4 separate regions of the Sus scrofa genome follow, and all the other regions are linked to region 4. The links are chromatin contacts, called in public Hi-C and HiChIP or PLAC-seq maps. All regions are on one chromosome and are shown on one strand. Each heading gives the region's core, a stretch centred on a gene start, on an enhancer-like site or on the middle of the called end of the contact. The rest is flanking DNA. Distances are from core to core; before and after follow the strand shown. Region 1 overlaps EPAS1 (endothelial PAS domain protein 1). Region 2 overlaps EPAS1 (endothelial PAS domain protein 1). Region 3 overlaps LOC106509830 (a long non-coding RNA gene). Region 4 overlaps PRKCE (protein kinase C epsilon type).

Region 1 (2,700 bases), core at 45-2,544, 210 kb before region 4:
CTGCCTTGGCCCAGAAGATCCAACTCCAGGAGAATTAAGTTACGTCATTCCCCTTGTCATGTCTGGAGCCATACAAGAGCTACAGGTGGCCCAGAATCACAAGGCTTATGTCGATTCTGAGTGTGGAAAATGGTTCGAATGTGCTCGCATGAATGACCCGGGAAAGAAAGAATCAACAGTCACGGTCCCCTCAGACTCCTCTCGGCCCTCTCTGCGTGCTCTGGTCACCAGGACTTCTCCGTGACCCGCAGCCTCCGTGACCACACCACCGCCAAGTGCATCACCTCACCGACCCAAGTGGGAGAAACAATTTGCTAGGAGTTTAGCAGAGGCATAATTGTTATTTTTCAAGGGTACTTATACTTTGGAAAGAAAAAGAAAAGAAAGAAAAAGAAAAACCACAGAGGAATAGACATGGGAGTTCACAGGTTTCCTACCCTGACGGTGTCATCCCAGGTCAGCCTGGTGCAGCTTGGTTATTTATTTACTTATTTTTTGTCATTTTAGGGCCACACCCGCAGCGTATGGAAGTTCCCAGGCTAGGGGTCGAATAGGAGCTGCACCTGCTAGCCTATGCCTCAGACACAGCAACGCAGGATCCCAGCCGCATCTGTGACCTACACCACAGCCCACAGCAACGCCAGAGGCTTAACCCACTGAGTGAGGCCAGGGATCGAACCTGCGTCCTCATGCATCCTAATCGGGTTCATTATCACTGAGCCATGACGGGAACTCCCAGCTTGGTTATTTAGATGACCCTCCTTTCCTGTCTGGGGACTCACCTGGAACTGTGGTTAAGGAGACGCCAGACCCGCTTTCTAGCTCTGTTGAGATTCTCATAAGCACCACTCCCTGGCCTATGGGCTTTCTTAGGATGTCCCTGAAGCCACCTCCCCGGGACTGCCTGAGGCCCAGACAACCCCTAGGGCTGGCTGCACTGGGCTCTCTGCTCTCTGCTGCCCGCCCTCCAGGACAAGGAAGGGTCCACCCACCTGGCTCCAGCGGGCCCTTGCTGGGCTCAGGCCCAAGGTTTAGCAGCCGGCACAGAGCGGGCATCTATCTCAATGTGAACAAACCAATGAACAATGCAATCCTCCTTGGGATGGGGAACCATTTCCCAGCTCGACAACCATGTACTGATCCCTGAGGGGTTGGGAAAGTAAGAAAAGATGAGTCCTGCAGTTGTCACAATGAGATTAAATTCCAAGCCAAGAGCTTTCAGAAGCAGCAGCCTCCCTCGAAGTACCATTGGACAGGGTGTGCTCAAGTGACTTGCTTGGCCTTTGCTGGTCCCCGGTGTGGGAACTTCTCCAGGGGTTTGGGATCTCTGGCCAAGGCCCTGCTCACAAGTGTCCAGCCATGACCTCAAGCGCTTTTAAATACCTCCAGGAGAAAGGTTATGCCTGCTGGGGGAGGGAAGGGCCCTAGCTTCCCTACCCAGGGGGCCCTGGAAAGATGGCTCCTCTTTTCTCTGGCTTCATCTGTCCAAGAACTCCAGAGTTCAGACTTTAGGGAATGTGCAGCCATACACACGAGAGGAGAAGGTCAGGGAACAGCTGAGCTGCAGCTCTGTGCAGGGAATGCAGTTACCAGGGACCAGTAAACACTGACAAAAAGCATGGCTGTCTCTCTCCCTACAAAGAGTAGAGCATTGAAGGGCCTGTCTATCTTTCAACAGATTGAAAAACCTAGACTCTGCAATGACCAAGGGCAAGAGGGGATAGAGCGAAAGTCCCTCTCAAATTACGAAGGGGACAGAGGCTTTACCATCAAAATGAGAACACAGAATGAGGGCACCACACCCCTCCACAGAGCCTGATGAAGATACTTTAGAATATAGTAAGCTGTCCCCTCCCTGTGCCCCCACTCTGGGTGCCGGGAGGCATGTATTACCCTCAGAAGTGGTACAGAAGAAATATATTCCACAGCAATCTGGGCACATTTGCAGATTACTGACTTCCTAAGGGATGCAGGGGGACGTTCTTCGCCTTTGAGGTCATTCTTATGAAGGACAACCACGGCACTCGCCAACCGCCCACTGCTGCTCACACCACAGCCAGGTTTCATCTCTTGTTGGAAGATAACAGAGGTACCCTAAGCAGCTCCCTTAGGTTCTAAAATTCCCAAGAGAAGCAGGTCCTGCTCCTGTGACCCCAAGGCAGCCCTAAAAGTCCTGCACAACGTGACCTAAGAAGAACTGTCCCTGACCTCCCAATACCAGCCTGGGCCTGGTCTCCATCTCCCATCCATTAACGGAGCTCTGGAGGGAGCCCGCCCACCAGCTCTGGCCCACACACCCTGATTATTCCTACCTCCACATTTGACTCCAGCTGCTCTCCGCCACGAGAATGTCCATGCCCATCCGCCTATCCAACTTCTATCTAATCTTCAAGACCTAGATCTCAATGTCCCTCCATTAAACCTCCCTCTCATCTATGCTGATCACTTCCTTTTCTACCTATTCACAACACACAGGATCTATTTACTCTTATTTACACTCAATTACTATCAATCTTCCACAGTTTGCTCAAATGTGTTATCTGAGCTAGCTCTAGCTTTCTAACAAGATAGCAGCATCATAAAGATGGGGCTAGGACAACCATTAACATAAACCATCTCGTGCTATTTGAAACAAATCCCTTAGCAATCCCTGGACTCACCAACTAGATTATAAGCCCCCTGAGTGCAAGGTCCCTCTAA
Region 2 (2,734 bases), core at 140-2,639, 250 kb before region 4:
CTCCCCCGCTGAGCCAACGCAGCCTCACATGGGTCATCTGAGCCGCACAGAGTCATCAGGTTGCTGGGTCTCAACCCCCTTCCCCTCCTGCACGCCATGGAGTCCATGCCGGGGCTGCACATGGGCGCGGTCTGAGCAAAGGCTGGCTGATTAAGTCAATCAACTGGCAGTGCCTGGGACCTGGTCCTGGGCTATCAGGGGGCTGGGGTGAATGCCCACAGATGGAGAGGGAGGTGTGAGGAAGCTGTGGCCAGGGGCCCGGACGGCTGTATTAAAGCCTCTGGAGAACAAGATGAAGAACTGCTTCTGGATAAATGCTCTTAGAAATAAAGAAGCCCAGTACTGGACCCTAGATCCCACTTCATATCAGAGAGTGATTTCTGCCATAAAAATCAAAAATGCCACTAGCGTCCAAGAACAGCTGGCCAGACACCCGTGAGCCTGGTGTCCCAAAGCGCACACCTGCCGAGGGTTAAAAAGCATTGTGCACAAAACACGTTGCCTTTCTCATCCTGCCAGCACAGGCTACCAGCCGGTCTCCTGCTCATTGTCCTTCTCTCCGCAGGACAGAGGTCCACTTGCCTGCTCGTGCACATGTATAGTATTTAACCTGTTTGGCCTCAATTTGCTCATCTATAAAATGGTAATACAGCATTGCTCCATAGAGTTAAAGTGAGGATTGGATAGGATACATTATGTGTAGTCTTTATTTGGCACCAGGCTGATCCCAATGGTAGCAGTCGATGTTAGCCAGTATCAATAACAACTCTATCTAGGAAAAGATGATCATATAAATAGAAATGTTACAGAAGAGTAGACGGCAATCAGATTTCTGCAGAAACGCATTACGCAAAACACTTATACATTACATAGGAAAAAGTCTAACAATCTAATAAAATACGAATAACTATTATTCTTACAGCTATCACATGTATGACATGGTACTTATTATATTCCAGGGACTGTTTTAAGCACTACTGCACTGGCTTCATTATATAATTCTGACAACTACCCTTGGAAGTAGTTATTATTATGATCCCGAATTGACAGAGGAGAAAGCAAGTCCACAGAGGCTTCGTACAGTAGTCCCCTCTTTTTAATGTAATCTATTTTTTCTGTTTTTGCCTGTAAAGGCATGGGGAAGTCTCTAGGCCAGGGACTGAACCAGCACCAGAGCGGCGACGCAAGCTGCAGAGGTGACAACACCGGATCCTTAACCCACTGAGCCACAAGGGAACTCTATAGCAGTCCCCTCCTATCTGCAGGGGATTCGTTGCAAGCCCCCCCAGGGAATGCTTGAAAAATGGACAGCATCAAACGAACCCTATACATACTATGTTTTCTCCTCCATTAGTGGGCAAGTAGCATATATAGCACAAATATGCTGGACAAAGGGATGAGTCACGTCCTGGGTGGGACAGTGGCAGATTTCATCACGCTACTCAGAGTGGCATGCAACTTAAAACTTATGAATTGTTTATTTCTAGAATTTTCCACGTAATATTTTCCGACTGGGATTGACTGTGGGCATGGAAACTGTGGATAAGAGGGGGCTGCTGTAATTCATCTGCAGCCTCTCCTCAGGTGAATGGGGAAGTGGGTCTTTGTACCAGGCAGGTGGGCCCCAGAATCCATCAGTGACTGTCCTGCCTCTGTCCTCAAAAGCGTTAGCAGTTTCAGGTTAGTGAGGTTAGGAGGAATTTTTTTTTTTTTTTCTTAGTGCGAATCTGTATTTTTCTTATGCTTCTATAAAAAAAAACCTGTATTGCTTGTTTAATAAACAAGTTTGTTTTTTTTTTAAAAGTGTCCGATGCAGTCCTTGGCTCAAGGCCTCACCTAACCAGCTCCAGCTTGCTCTGTCTGTCCTGCCTCCTGAGATTTCCAAACCAGGGGCTGCTGCTCCTTTTGTTTGGCTTTGCAGCCTGTTATCTGGACAGAAAATCAGTATTTTGGGATTCCCGGAATGTTGACATGCCGCCTCTCAAGCCCCTCAAGATTTGGGGCAGAGGCACTGTTTTGACTTTACAACACGCCTCATTTTAAAAAACAGAACATCCAGCTCCTTGGATGGATTAAGCATCATATACTCAGGCTGCAGGAAGAATGTTCAACAGCTGTGGATGGTCAGGAAGAACCTTCAGGAAAATTGTGAAATGGGTGAGACTGTTTTCTTTTTTTTTCTTTTTTTTTTTTTTTTTTCGGTCCTATCTCCCTTTTCTGTTTCCTTTACCCACCTTCTGTTTCCTCTTCTGCCCCTGACTTCCAGCTCTGAGTGAAAACTCTCGGCCCTGCACCCCACCCAGCCCCACACCCTCAGAGCCTGCCCTTAGGATCATTTGGCTTTTGCACTGGCCTGTAGTGGCAGTTTGCATATTAGCCCCTCCCATTTGCCTTTTAATCTTGACTCTGATTGTGGAACAAAAGCAGCTGTTCAAGGTTTACAGGTATCCTTGTAAACCTTGGAAGGGAGGGGAAAGAAGACAGGATGCTGTAACTATGCCCATCACGCCTGTGTGTCTTGAGAGCCAGGTAAAGGAGCACCGACCCATGCGCTCCTCCACAGAAGCATGGGCAATACAGGGCCAGCCATTAGGGGCATCTGGAGAAGGCCTCCTGGGGCGAAAGAGCCACCAGCACAGGCTGCGACACTGACACCCTCACCTGCATGCACAGCACTCCCCTTTGTGTGCCCCTCCCCTCCTTTTCCAGGGCCACACACCCCAGAGGCGTATGG
Region 3 (2,947 bases), core at 338-2,837, 160 kb before region 4:
GACCAGGTAGTCAAGGTGGTTTCAACCAGGTTTCTCCATTGTAAAGTTATGCTCTTCCCCTTGTAATTAATAAGTAATCTGTGGAGTGATATTTTGAGACTGCCATCTTCACTTAAGCAACTTTTTGGGTATTTGGAGAACACAAATTGAGACACTGGTACAGGGGTAACCAGATGCCTGGGTTCTCAAGCACTAATCTGAGGCCAGCTGCTTTGGAACCCCTGGGGGCCTCAGCAAGCTGCTGGCCTCTGGGCCTGAGGACTCTCTGTAAATACTGGAACTGGGGACTGTGCTCTTCACAAAAAGCAGAGCACTGGCAGTCTACAACACGCATGCAAACCAGCACAGACCTAAGCTCTCTGATGCAGCTCCATGGGGAAGAGCCCGGCCACTTTCTTCCACATGGCCTCAGTTTCCTTCTCTGTACAGAAGGTTGTATTACATTATTTCCCAAAGTCCATTTCAGCTGTGATTTTTTAAAAAATGATTGAGCATCTACTGTGTGCCATGAGTTTTCCCATACTGTATCTCATTTAAGTTGTCAAGAGCTCAGGTTTTACACATGAGGATTTGGAGGCTGAAGAAGGCTGAGTCACAAGCCTAGGCAACAGGTGAATCAAGGTTTGGGGGTATTCCTGAGTACAAGGATAGTGGGCTTTAATCCATACAGGCAGAAAGCAGATTCGTGCTTTTAGGGTTTGGGAGGAGTGCAGGATAGAAAGGGACTGTGTGACGGGTACAAGGTGATGAGAATATTCTGGAAGTAGACACTGGTGATGGCTGTACAACATTGTGCATGTACCAAAAGCCACTGAATTCCACACTTGAAAATGGTTTAAATGGTGACTGTGATGTTTTGTGAATTTTTCTTCAATAGTTTATGAAAAAAAAGAGAGAAAAGTATGCTTTTCTTTAAATTATGTTGACTTTCTGGTCAAAGATAAAACTAAAATTCAATCAGAAATGTGAGCAGATTGTGGACAGATTTTTCTCATTATTCTTCACTAAAGTGAAAACTTGGAAATAACCTAAATATCCAACAATAGGAAATTAGTTAAATAACTTGTGAGATAGCCAATGAGGGAATGTTATGGAGCTATTCCAAATTATGTCTTAAAAGAATTTTTGATGACACAGAAATGTGCTCATGATATAATGTTAAAGGAAAGAGAACAGGATGCAGCATCATACATAATTACATACAGTGCACGTGTGTGTGCTTAAAAAAGAGCTTTGTATGGAAATATGCCAAACTCTTAACATTGGAGAGCTCTGGGTTCGGGGATTATGGGTTATTTGTTTTCTTCTCTGTACTTTAGTGCATATTCCAAGTTTTCTCTAGTAAGCATTTGTTACTTTTATAATTAAAAAAAGTACAGTAAAAGTTATTAAAACAAATTTAGCGAAATTTTCCCTGTACTCTCTCTGGCTCTGGGCATAGTTCCCAGGACCTCTCCTCTCCCCCGCACCCTGCCCAGATAAATAACAAGCAGATAAATATTTCCAAAGGTCCCGATCTCAGATGCTGCCCAGTTCCAGCAGCAAATTAAAGGGACACTGCCCCGCTCCCAGGCCCAGAACTAGTTACAGCCCTGGAATGCCCTATTTTTCCGGTTGGAAGGCCTAGAGCTCCCCTCAGGGATCCAGATGGGCCCTAGGGGAGGCAGCTAGTATCCAGAGCATAGAAAGGGGCGTGGGTGCAGAAGCCTCCCCCCCCCTACCCGTCACCTCATGTTCAAGGCAAGGAATGTCCTGTCAAAAGGCTAACACAAGACTGATCTCAGTCATTGACACCTCAGTGTGACTAAGCTTGCCAGTTTCCTGAGAATGGGTGGATAAGAAGAGACGGAAGACATATCCCCAAGAAAAATGACAAAATCCAAGTTAAATTTCTTTAGCTCCTTGGGCACTGACTCTGAGCAGTGACTTTTATAAACAGGCAAAATTAGCAAGGATTGAGGTCATTTCAGAGGCAGAGATACTCAGCCCTAACTGCGCACAGAAAAAGCTGGGAAGCTTTTTAAAAAGACTGATGCCCAGCACCACCCCCAGAGAGTCTGATATGATTGATCTCAGGTGGGGCCAGATGTTCAGGACTTTTTAAAATGCACCTGAGACTCCAGCCAGGCTTGAGAAGCACTGGATTTTTCTTCTTCTAACCGCTCTTTATCGTTAAGAATAATTTAAAGAGTGCTGCTAATAAGAGCATTTATAGCACCTGACAATAATTGACTCCTTTTCTGAGAAATAATTCAAGATGGGGAAAAAAAAAAAAAGAAAATCTATGTTGCACTTGGGCATAATCAGGATTCATAGCCTTAGACCCAATCACCCTGCTGTTACGAAGAAAGCCAAAGACAACATCAGAGATGCAAAGAAAGACTTATTTGAAAATACGTTATCTGTAACATAAGCATTTTGAAACAGCATTATCTGTTGTTTTTGATTCCTTGAAACATCGTTATGTGATGTGAATTTTAGTTTTATCTTTGACCAGAAAGTCAACATGATTTAGAGAAAACATACTTTTTTTTGTAAATTATTGAAGAAAAATTCATATAACATCAACCTGTATCAAAAACAACATTATCTTCTGTTGTTTTTGATTCTTTGAAACCTGGTACAAGTTGAGGTTGGTCAAGAAACCAGGGAGACAAATAACCTTAAACTTAATACTGAATTTTTAGACTTGGCATGGAGGGTAGGTTTATACCTCTCTTTAGGTTAGGTCCTTCTATTTGCAAATAGAGGAGACATATTTAGGCTTTTCAAAAACCTAACAGGAAAAAACCTCAAATGAACTAAAAAGCTAAGTCTCAGGGAGCCTGAACCATCCAATGGAAAATATTTCACTGTTTAGGATACCACATAGCTACAGTGACATGGTCATGTAGCCATCTCCCTGGCAAGGCTGCTGAAGCTCCTCAGTCAAATGCCATTATTATGA
Region 4 (2,700 bases), core at 106-2,605:
GAGACCTGAGGTTCTGCATATCTAACAAGCTCCCAGGTGGTCCAGTGCTGCTAGTCTAGGGATTCCACTTCGAGCAGCTCAGGCTGGTAGTCTAAACTTGACCCGCTCTCACTATTTTCTACTTGAGCTGATTTCTTTTCACATGGCAACCCCTCCTTGCCCTTGGTCACTCCTAAAACGTCTTGGCGACTCTTCCCCAAGGCCCTCCTCTGCATGCATCAGACACTTCCTGTTCTCTTCCTCCTTGGTGATGCCTTTTCTAAGGAAGAGGGTATTTAGAAAACTCCCTCCTATGAATTCATGGCAGTAACTGAAGCACCCATGTGACGATTAATCATATCCTGTACATTATATCTTTATGCCATTGGCTTACACTGTGAAGGCAGAGAGGGTTATTTAACCCAGTGTTATTCTTCTACCCTACTTCTTCAATTGGACTGTCTCAGTCCTTAAGAGAATATCTTATTGATTGCATATAACAGTCAGTCAGTTAACAATGACTGAATAATTAGACTTATCGATAGATATAGATAATATGATCTTGGTTCTGCTTAGCTAATAACATTGTCTGATTTACCAAGATGGGTGAGTGCCATTACCACAGACAAGCTGATTCAACACTGTTTTATGTGCTTGGTTCTCTGAGCGGCCTGAGGTCTGCTTCTGAATCCCTTCCTGGACCTAACAGAGCCCGGGTGCTTAGCGATTAGATGGCTAATTACATGAATGGCTCACCCTAACCAACTACCTTCTCCTCATCCTAGATAGAAATCAGCTAAGGTTTATACACATTCATGACCCTATTTTTAAGAATTCCACAGGGGGAATCTAGCCATCAATGATATCGAGCACAGGCAAACCACCACAGTCTCACATGAATAAGAAAAATAAAAGATTTTTCAATGGCCTTCTGACTAATTCCTTACTTAGTGAAATAATCAGGGAGTTGGTAGGAAACCCTGCTCTCAACCACAGTATTATGTAAAAAATGTGCATTCTCTTGCAATACTGCCTTCTAAACAATCCAATGCCAGGAAACTCTAAACAAATGCCTGGAAAGGGGGCATATTTCCAGATTCACATGACTTTTACTGTTCCTCTGTGTTGCGTCAGATTCTCGGTTTGCCAAGTAGGAGGAGAGCTAAGAAACTATTAAGAAGTGAACTTGCTCCCTGAGGCTGGGCAATCCAGGGACTCTGGGCTCCCAGGCTCTGCTCAACTAACTGGAAGTTTGGTGCACTCACTTTATGAAAGCCAGTCAGTCTCTGGCGGGTACTTTTTTTTAGCATCTCCTAGATGTGTGCCTCCACCACGTAAGCTGCTCATTCTCCATCCTTCTCCCGGAACTCCGAGACGTGTCTACCTTGGCAATTCTATGTGAGGCTGCATTTGGAACCGTGTGGGCTGAGCCTAAATCTGAGTATCTGAACATGTGGAAGTGCAGGGCTTGAAGAGAGCACACAGCTCGCTGCCTTGGGCTGAGAGATACCCTCTCACCTCTGCCTCCTAGGCATGGCTGAAACTGCTTCTCAGGGCTCTAAGCCACAGCTTTAGTACCATTATTTTCTCATGAAACCACTGCTGGAGCCAAATAGTGGGATGGACAAGGGCTCACTATCTAGGACACTCATCCGTCTGGCATTTGTTCAAATATGAGATTGTGATACCTTCAATAGGAGCAAACCGGAAATGGATCTTCATAAAGAAGCACATTGCTTAGCCAATTAAAAGTCAAACACACAGACATTTGTAATTGAAAACACACATCTTTAAGCACATCGACAGCACCCATCTATGTGGCAAATGTGCTAATCGAAATTACCCTTATCTTTTTTTTTTCCATCACAGAAGGTCCTGCGGAAACTCTACCTGGCAGGGATCTGTGAGCAGTTCTAACTCCTGTCATCCCTTTGAACACATTCCATAAAATTCAGATTTACCACCAATTCTACTTGCCCAAATTAGTTCTCCTTTGCTGTGTATCTGTCTGGATAAGATGAAACTCTGGCAAAGTCGTTAAAACAGAAGCACTTACAAAGAGCTCCCCACCAACCCAAAGGCAGACTTCACAGAGCTAACTCCTTCCTTTCCCTCTGTGAAGCCCTCCACCAAGTTCCCACGTACTTACAACCCAGGGTCAGCCAGTGACAACAGTTGCCTGTAGCTTAATAGCACAGCGAGAAACTTCTGCCCTGCTCTGATCATCCAAATGGAAAATTTATGAGATACAGACAGATCAGTTCACAGACTATGCCCTGAGCACTAGAAATAACTTATTTGCACAATTCATTTGAACAAAATGTACTGAGTAACATAAAGTGGTACAATGAATAGAAGCCTAAGATTTCCAGTTGGAGATGGTTCCCTGCCTCTTTCCCAGAGACCAGAAAATCAAGATGCAACCTATGGCCTTGGCCAATTCAACCTCTCCTTATCTATTTCCATTCATAAATTTGGGGGGAAAGAAAGGAAGGGCAGGAAAGCCAGATCTAAATAAAGGCAGGTGACTCTTATTACTGCAACGTTTCCTTTGGGGTGACTTCAGCCTGGCCGGCTCTCAGATGGGTGTGCTGGCGCGACAGAGGGGAAACAACGAAACACGGGAAAGGAAGTTCAGCAGTGCCTCCCCTTCGCCCAATCTTGTACTGGGCTATATCTTCTCCCCGCAGACCCCTGAAGCCCCTTACCACCTCCATGTGC

What was found. Hi-C and Micro-C count contacts between places; a contact is called where the count stands out from the background. HiChIP or PLAC-seq counts read pairs in DNA pulled down with a chosen protein or histone mark.
Region 1: a Hi-C map of retroperitoneal adipose tissue shows a contact between it and region 4, with 2.2 times the contacts expected there. The contact joins two enhancer-like sites. A contact is called at or near these places in 6 of 47 Hi-C or Micro-C datasets (alveolar macrophages, embryonic fibroblasts, mesenteric adipose tissue and 3 more) and 2 of 2 datasets of contacts at active chromatin or transcription factors (alveolar macrophages and skeletal muscle).
Region 2: a contact with region 4 is called in an H3K27ac HiChIP or PLAC-seq map of alveolar macrophages. The contact joins two enhancer-like sites. A contact is called at or near these places in 10 of 47 Hi-C or Micro-C datasets (adipocytes, embryonic fibroblasts, epiblast stem cells and 5 more) and 2 of 2 datasets of contacts at active chromatin or transcription factors (alveolar macrophages and skeletal muscle).
Region 3: a Hi-C map of liver shows a contact between it and region 4, with 5 times the contacts expected there. The contact joins two enhancer-like sites. A contact is called at or near these places in 1 of 47 Hi-C or Micro-C datasets (liver) and 2 of 2 datasets of contacts at active chromatin or transcription factors (alveolar macrophages and skeletal muscle).

The regions. Positions count from the first base shown.
Region 1 is chr3:94,239,582-94,242,281 of Sscrofa11.1, forward strand. The region is part of intron 1 of EPAS1 (endothelial PAS domain protein 1); the gene reads right to left. Among named protein-coding and RNA genes, the nearest start is that of EPAS1, 13 kb to the right of the region's middle. Within about 2 kb of position 1,295, at least 9 of the 83 cell types and tissues checked have an H3K27ac peak or open chromatin away from gene starts, as enhancers often do. A contact at or near this core is called in retroperitoneal adipose tissue, where this site is marked.
Region 2 is chr3:94,205,537-94,208,270 of Sscrofa11.1, forward strand. All of the region lies in intron 1 of EPAS1 (endothelial PAS domain protein 1), which reads right to left. Among named protein-coding and RNA genes, the nearest start is that of EPAS1, 47 kb to the right of the region's middle. Within about 2 kb of position 1,390, at least 6 of the 83 cell types and tissues checked have an H3K27ac peak or open chromatin away from gene starts, as enhancers often do. A contact at or near this core is called in alveolar macrophages, where this site is marked.
Region 3 is chr3:94,297,859-94,300,805 of Sscrofa11.1, forward strand. The region is part of intron 1 of LOC106509830 (a long non-coding RNA gene); the gene reads right to left. Among named protein-coding and RNA genes, the nearest start is that of EPAS1, 46 kb to the left of the region's middle. Within about 2 kb of position 1,588, at least 9 of the 83 cell types and tissues checked have an H3K27ac peak or open chromatin away from gene starts, as enhancers often do. A contact at or near this core is called in liver, where this site is marked.
Region 4 is chr3:94,454,281-94,456,980 of Sscrofa11.1, forward strand. All of the region lies in intron 11 of PRKCE (protein kinase C epsilon type), which reads right to left. Among named protein-coding and RNA genes, the nearest start is that of EPAS1, 200 kb to the left of the region's middle. Within about 2 kb of position 1,356, at least 23 of the 83 cell types and tissues checked have an H3K27ac peak or open chromatin away from gene starts, as enhancers often do. A contact at or near this core is called in alveolar macrophages, liver and retroperitoneal adipose tissue, where this site is marked.